2 separate regions of the Mus musculus genome follow, and region 2 is linked to region 1. The links are chromatin contacts, called in public promoter capture Hi-C maps. All regions are on one chromosome and are shown on one strand. Each heading gives the region's core, a stretch centred on a gene start, on an enhancer-like site or on the middle of the called end of the contact. The rest is flanking DNA. Distances are from core to core; before and after follow the strand shown. Region 1 overlaps Kcnq3 (potassium voltage-gated channel, subfamily Q, member 3). Region 2 holds the start of Phf20l1 (PHD finger protein 20-like 1).

What was found. Promoter capture Hi-C pulls out the DNA fragments that hold promoters and counts their contacts.
Region 2: a promoter capture Hi-C map of hippocampal neurons shows a contact between it and region 1, with 9 times the contacts expected there. The contact joins the promoter of Phf20l1 here to the enhancer-like site in region 1. A contact is called at or near these places in 9 of 39 promoter capture datasets (the 3T3-L1 cell line, embryonic stem cells, hippocampal neurons and 4 more), 1 of 15 datasets of contacts at CTCF or cohesin (stem cell-derived epiblast-like cells), 4 of 484 Hi-C or Micro-C datasets (cerebellar granule neurons, cerebral cortex, cortical neurons and 1 more), 4 of 115 datasets of contacts at active chromatin or transcription factors (cardiomyocytes, epiblast stem cells, forebrain and 1 more) and 1 of 9 other capture datasets (embryonic stem cells).

Annotation. Positions count from the first base shown.
Region 1 is chr15:66,032,431-66,035,501 of GRCm38.p6, forward strand. All of the region lies in intron 1 of Kcnq3 (potassium voltage-gated channel, subfamily Q, member 3), which reads right to left. Among named protein-coding and RNA genes, the nearest start is that of Hhla1, 57 kb to the left of the region's middle. Within about 2 kb of position 1,656, at least 9 of the 459 cell types and tissues checked have an H3K27ac peak or open chromatin away from gene starts, as enhancers often do. A contact at or near this core is called in hippocampal neurons and stem cell-derived epiblast-like cells, where this site is marked.
Region 2 is chr15:66,576,016-66,579,086 of GRCm38.p6, forward strand. It overlaps Phf20l1 (PHD finger protein 20-like 1), which reads left to right and starts at 1,557. Exons shown (of 21, transcript NM_001081409.1): 1 at 1,557-1,832.

The DNA of each region.
Region 1 (3,071 bases), core at 406-2,905:
CTCTTATATGATTGCTTCCACCAAGTCTAAGCAGACACCAAGACTCACTCCTTCTTTGCTCTCTTCATTATATGTCAAAAGCCTGTGACTGTGCCACACTACATCGAGTTACATCTCGACAGACTGGAGGGAGAGAATCTCTTCCTGGCCTCAACAAGGCCTCATCATAGGACCGAATTAGACCACTGATGCTCAGAAACTGTGAGTTGCATAAAGAAATGGTATCATTAAAGTCCACCAAGACAGTGGCAATTTGTTGCATAGAATGGTAGGAAACTCAGTACATGATGGGAATCGGCCAAGTGCATCTAACTTTCAGAGTTGGATGACCACGTGGTCTGTGTTGCTTGGTCAGTCATACTCCACTCCTGGAGAGCAGAGGCTGTACCAGGTTTGTTTATATCCAGTGACTAACCCAGGGCTCAGAGCTTTAAGTAACCAAGAATTGCTTTAGGAAAATATCAAAGTGACTTCCATAATTCCCTATTGCTGGAATTAAAGACACAGAACACACACACACACACACACACACACACACACACACACTTTGTTACACAGACATGAGTACACTGGATAGTATGTATACAAGTTATATGACTGGTAGATCACCAATGTCAGTTTCTGGTTTCAATGCCTGGCAACACATTCATATATGACACACACATATGATACATACATACACATACACACATATGGCACACACACAGCACATAAACATACAGTGTATTGATTGAACACTTGCTTAGCATGTGTCAAGTTCTGGCTTTAATTCCTAGTACCTCTGGCTTTAATTCCTAGTACCACACGTGAACACATGCACACACAGGCATATACGATAGAGACACATAGTGTACATACATGTGTATGCACAATGTGCATTCATATAACAGCTCCCATGTGTCTGTTGTTTGCTTTCCATGATTTTAGTCATTCATTGCTAGCATACTCTGAGAATATTAAATGCAAACTCCATAAACAAGCCATTGATGGGTATTAAATTACTTTATTATGATTTGTTACTGTCCATGTTCTACTCAGGTTAGTTATTCCTATTAATCTTGTACCGTGCTTAGTCTGTAAATTAAGCTTTATTACAGGCAGGCAACAAATATAGAAACACACAGTATGAATAGTTTGCTTCTACCGACTATTGGACATTTACCGAGCACCCTAGCACACATCAGAAAGGACAATGGAGATATCTGTATCTATATCTGTACTCAGCTCAGCGAGGGCTGTGGTCAGTGATTGCTGTCATGGCTGGCGAAAGAGAAGGGATGAGGAGATAATAAGGGTTTCCTGAAAGATAATCCTCCTGGTGGTCTCAGAAGGACTGAACAGAGTGACAGGAAGAGCAAGAGGAGCACATTGAGGCTCTTGTTGCTAGGATATGACAAAACAAATGTCGGGTGTGTGGTGGCCTCAGGCCCAAGAATATGAGAAGCTTCGAGAGAATGTGCTGAATTTGAAGTCCAAGTGAAACTCTACATAGTGTCAATCAAAACCCAAGATTAAACTTTACAAGAAAGGTTGATATCCTATGGACCTAGTCTAACACTGTGGGAGAGGAGGTGGAGAAATCACCTTTATCCCACCATGCAGTTTCAAGCTAGTTCTGATCAGCCTGCAGCATGCAGCACCCAGACTTAACCAGCAGGGGGCAGCCAACAACCACACAAGTAGCTATGCACAGGAGTCATTGGGATCTACTTTCTAAGACTGGAGAAAGATCGGTAATTTATGAAACTCAAATCATCTAGGAAGGCCTTCTAACCTCAAGAAGAGAAGACATTTTTCAGCTTCTTGCAAAGTTCAAACTGTCCTTAAAATAGCTCGAGTTCAGCAGTCAGCCTCTGTCAGCCTTGCTGACAGAAGCCGGATGTGTCTGGCCCGCACAGCACCTGCCCTTCAGGTTCCTTTGTCTGGTGCTCTGTAGATGCCTGACTTTAACATTTTTTTTCTCCTCCCCTGTACCATTTGCAACTCTGAGCTCCCTCTCTACAGTCCTTTCTGCTTCTTTCCCTTACCCCTCACTACCTGGCTCATCCCTGTGTCTCTTCTTCTACCCCATCCCTACCTTCCTAGGCTCTGTGCACTCACATCCTCTCCCTCCCTCTGTGGTCTTCAGGCCTAGAATAGGAGGTTTGGGAAGAGATCCCTGAGGGGATCCAGCAGGGCCCTTCTGTCCACATTTCCAGGCTGTGTTTGAGAGCAATGCTGGTCGGTGTCAATGCCGTCCTCATGCCCTTCCCCCAGACACAGTCACCTCCATGCTTCTCCTGAAGAACTCTTTCCTTATCTGCTACCATCTTTCAGCCAAGCAGGAGCTAAAGAAGTCAGGGGAGAAACGCATAAGGGCACTTTGAACTGCACACTATTCGGAACTGTGTGGCTTAGGCAATCAGTCCCAGGTTCAGTGCGTCCTGCCCAGGTCCGCTCAGTACCAGACCTCCACCAGGCAGCACCCAGGGAGACACAGGCAGCTCTTCCATCAAGAAGGTAAAGGAGGACCTGCCATGACACTGAGATAAGGAGGTGGAAAATGCACACACATATGCTGCCATTTCTATTTGGTCTTTTCTTTCTTTTCTCCTGAGAACATCAGTGGAGCCATGGGAAGCGTCACTACTTTATATACATACTTATATACGTAAGACCAGAGCTTCCAAGACCAGGTGACAGCAACACCAAGGGAACAAGAGATTCTACTTGGCTGAGAGCCAGTAAGAGACCTTGATGGAGAATTTGCAGGGAATCCACCAAGTAGGTGAAGGTACCAGGCCACCCCATTTAACTGGGAGGATAGTTCCCTTTCTGTTCCTCTGGACTCCCATATTTGAGAAGTCTTCAATTAGGGACCCTGCTGGGACTTTCAGTAACTCTGGGGCAACTTTCCACTAAATGTCCCTCAAGGCTAGGGAGGCAGGCAGCAGCTGGATCCACTTGATTATCATTAGAGTTCCTTCATTGAAAGCGATGAAAGTTCTCTCATCCTAGGCAGGTGTAGGCAGAATGAACAAATAGAGCGGGTGTGCCTGGCTCCTTCACACCTGACTTGCCTCAAGGCACTG
Region 2 (3,071 bases), core at 307-2,806, 540 kb after region 1:
TACTGTCACTGATGTGATTTGTAAACTTTGTTCCATATTCTGCACATTGCTAGCATCTTTAAATACAAATTTTAAAACAATATAGTTTAAATAGCATTTAAAGTGAGACCTATAGCCTCAAGGGGGACTAAATTCATTAGATTCTAATATTTTCATCCCATCTAATGAAGGGTTGACACTTCTTCATTAAATTTAGATTAGACTCTGAAACAAATGATCCTGATTTATAAATATATGTTTTTTATTTGACAACATTATACATTTTATTGTTTAAATCAAGTGTTGTTTTAAATTGCATGTTTGTTTTAGGTGATCCATAATTCCTACAGTCATCCTAGTGTATCAAGGACTTCTACTGCTAAAACAGTAATTATTGCAAACATTGTAAATCACAGTACTGGGGGACAAAAATATTTTAGAACTGTCTTCTTGCATTGGCATTTTCTTGTGTGTGTGATCTTACTTGTATTCTAATTTTACAGCAAATTAAATAACCGTACATAATATTTTAAAAGTGGAAAGTATAATTCTGCCTGTGACAGAAAAAAGATTCTAGAAATAATAGAAATATTAATTGTATTGGACCAATGAGAACCACAGAGGATTAAAAAGAAGAACATAAAGACAAATATCATCTCAGAACTGTCTTATTCGCATTGTTTGTAGCATCACTAAGCTCAGTATAACTCTGCAACTATTAGATATATATTTCTTGAATGAATGTCTTTTGAATAAAAGGATGATTATGAAGATTTTCTCAATTTACCAAATCTCTTGAAAGTCAGAGAAAACATTTCTATTTTCACTGTACACGATGAAGCAAGATAAATATAAGTGTCATTTGTATGCAGTGATGCACTTTTAAAACGTGGGAGGCAGAGTGATGGAGTGGGGAAAAAAATAGATGTTTTCTCTCAGTAGCACTTTGAATGATAACTTGTAGATCTTCTCAAAGTTGGGATAGGGATTCTCCTGCTTAATATAGACTTTGGTACATGGTAGGTGTTCAACAGAGGTAGTCCTATACTATTAATTGTGAAGACTTGTTCTATTAGTACCCTAAACTTCTTAGGAATTTTTAAAGATTCTTAAGAATCTTTTATTTGTTTTATAAAGATTTCTGAATTTGGAAAGTAGTATAAGTGTGCAGTTTTGATTGTCATGTGATATATTTATAGCAGAGTGTCGTGACAAAGTATCCATTCAAAAGAGACAATTCTGATTTTGTAATACAGATCATTGTGTCTGTCCTTAACGTGGGATAGAACAGACACGGTGAAAAGTGTGTGGTGCATTGACAAGTTTGCCCAATGTGTCAAGTAGTGGGATTTGTTAGAAACCAGCAACAATCACAAAAGGCCACCATCCTCTTGACCCCACCAAGGGGAATCTAGAGCCCAGGTCTTTTCTATGTGTAAGTAGCCCAGCCTGGCCGAAGCCCCACCCCCAGAATAGTCCTCCAATCGGCTGCGCCGCGCCAGCCCGGCCCTCGCGTACCACGTGACTCAACCCAGCCCGCTTCCGGCGCGTCGCGGGCGGCTGACGTCCCCGGCCGGCGTCGCGTCAGGGCTGGCCGGCGGCGGTGGTGGCTGCGGAGGCGGCAGCGGCGGCAGCGACGGCGGCTGCGATGGTAGCGGAGCCGGAGTGGGCTTGAGGGCTTCCTCCCGCGTTTCCTCGGGCCGACGCGGCGCCGCGGGCCCGGCTCACTCGGCTCCCGCTCCCTCCCTTGCTGCTGCCCGGGCAGACTCGAACGAGGCCCGCGCTGGCCTCCCTGACGCGCCCCGGCTCGGCCCCGGACGGCCCGGCTGCTGTGCGGAGACGAGGCCGAGTCGGTAAGAGGCGGCGGAGGGGCCTGGAAGCTGCCGGGTCCCCGGGCTGCGCTCGCGCCCGCGTTGCTCTCGGCCGGCGTCCCGCTCCCTGCCATCCGCTGACCCTATTGTCTGCGCGCCGCCGCGCTACCCCCGCCTTCCTTCCCTTGCCGGGCCGGCGGCTGTCAACCTGCAGCTCCCGGGCTCCGGGCCAGCCGCGCCGCGGCCTTTCCTGGCTCCCCTTGACACCCCTGCGAGCCCGCCTCGTCCCCTCTGCTTAGCTTCGCGGTCTTTCCCTCACCGCTCTCTAGCTCTGTGTGTCTGTCTCTTTCCTCTCACTGTCATCTCTGCAAACTTCCACCATCCTTACAACGAACTCTTTTTTACCGCTTTCTGGTCTTTTTTCATTTCTCTTTTTGTTTCCTTCTCCCCTTTCTCGCTCCCTGTTCCACAGTTTCACTTTAAGGGTCTGTCCAATAGATTGTCTTTCGTAAAAGTTCCTAATTCTGCCGCCTCCCTCATTCTCCTGTCTCCTCACAAGAGAATGGAAATCGTCCCTGCCTTTTGAGGTCCTCATTCCTGAGAGTCACGGGGGATTAGATTTACAGGCTGGAAGTTTGATCTTAGGAAATGTTAGCATAACTGGCAAACTGCCTCTTCGGATTCTATTTCTGTACATTGAAGTAACAGCCTTGTATGTTGCACACTTACAAGATTTCTATTTAAAATATTTATGTTTGTTCCCATTACACCTAGTGTGTCCTGGCTATGAATCTTAACCTCACTGATGCCATGTCAGGATATTCTATATCCCCTTAGGCACGACCTTGTAAACTTGATCCCCCATATTTTTGTAACAAGCGTTGATGCTATTTCTTTTCTTCCCTTTTCAGATTAAAAAAAAAAAAAAAAAACAGGAAGGGACATTTGGAATTCTGTTTGCTCTTAAGTTTTACCTGTTTTAAACAGTGGCTAAAACATTATAAGATTTTTCGTTTGTGTGGGGATTTTTCATTTGTGTGGTGTTTATTTTTTTTTTTTTTAAGCTAGAAAGATCCTAGTGAGTAGTAATGTAAGAACATGTTCTAAGCATCTCCCTCCAACAAGAGCAGCGTTAGATTCCTGGTCCCCAACCCGTTGTATTTTGATAAGACCGTGCTTGCCAGTTATTATTTTCATTCCACTATTGATACCTTGAGAATATATGCATTCTCTTCAAATACTCGGTAGTCAAAAAGGCTGCACGTGTGCTAGGCAAGCCAG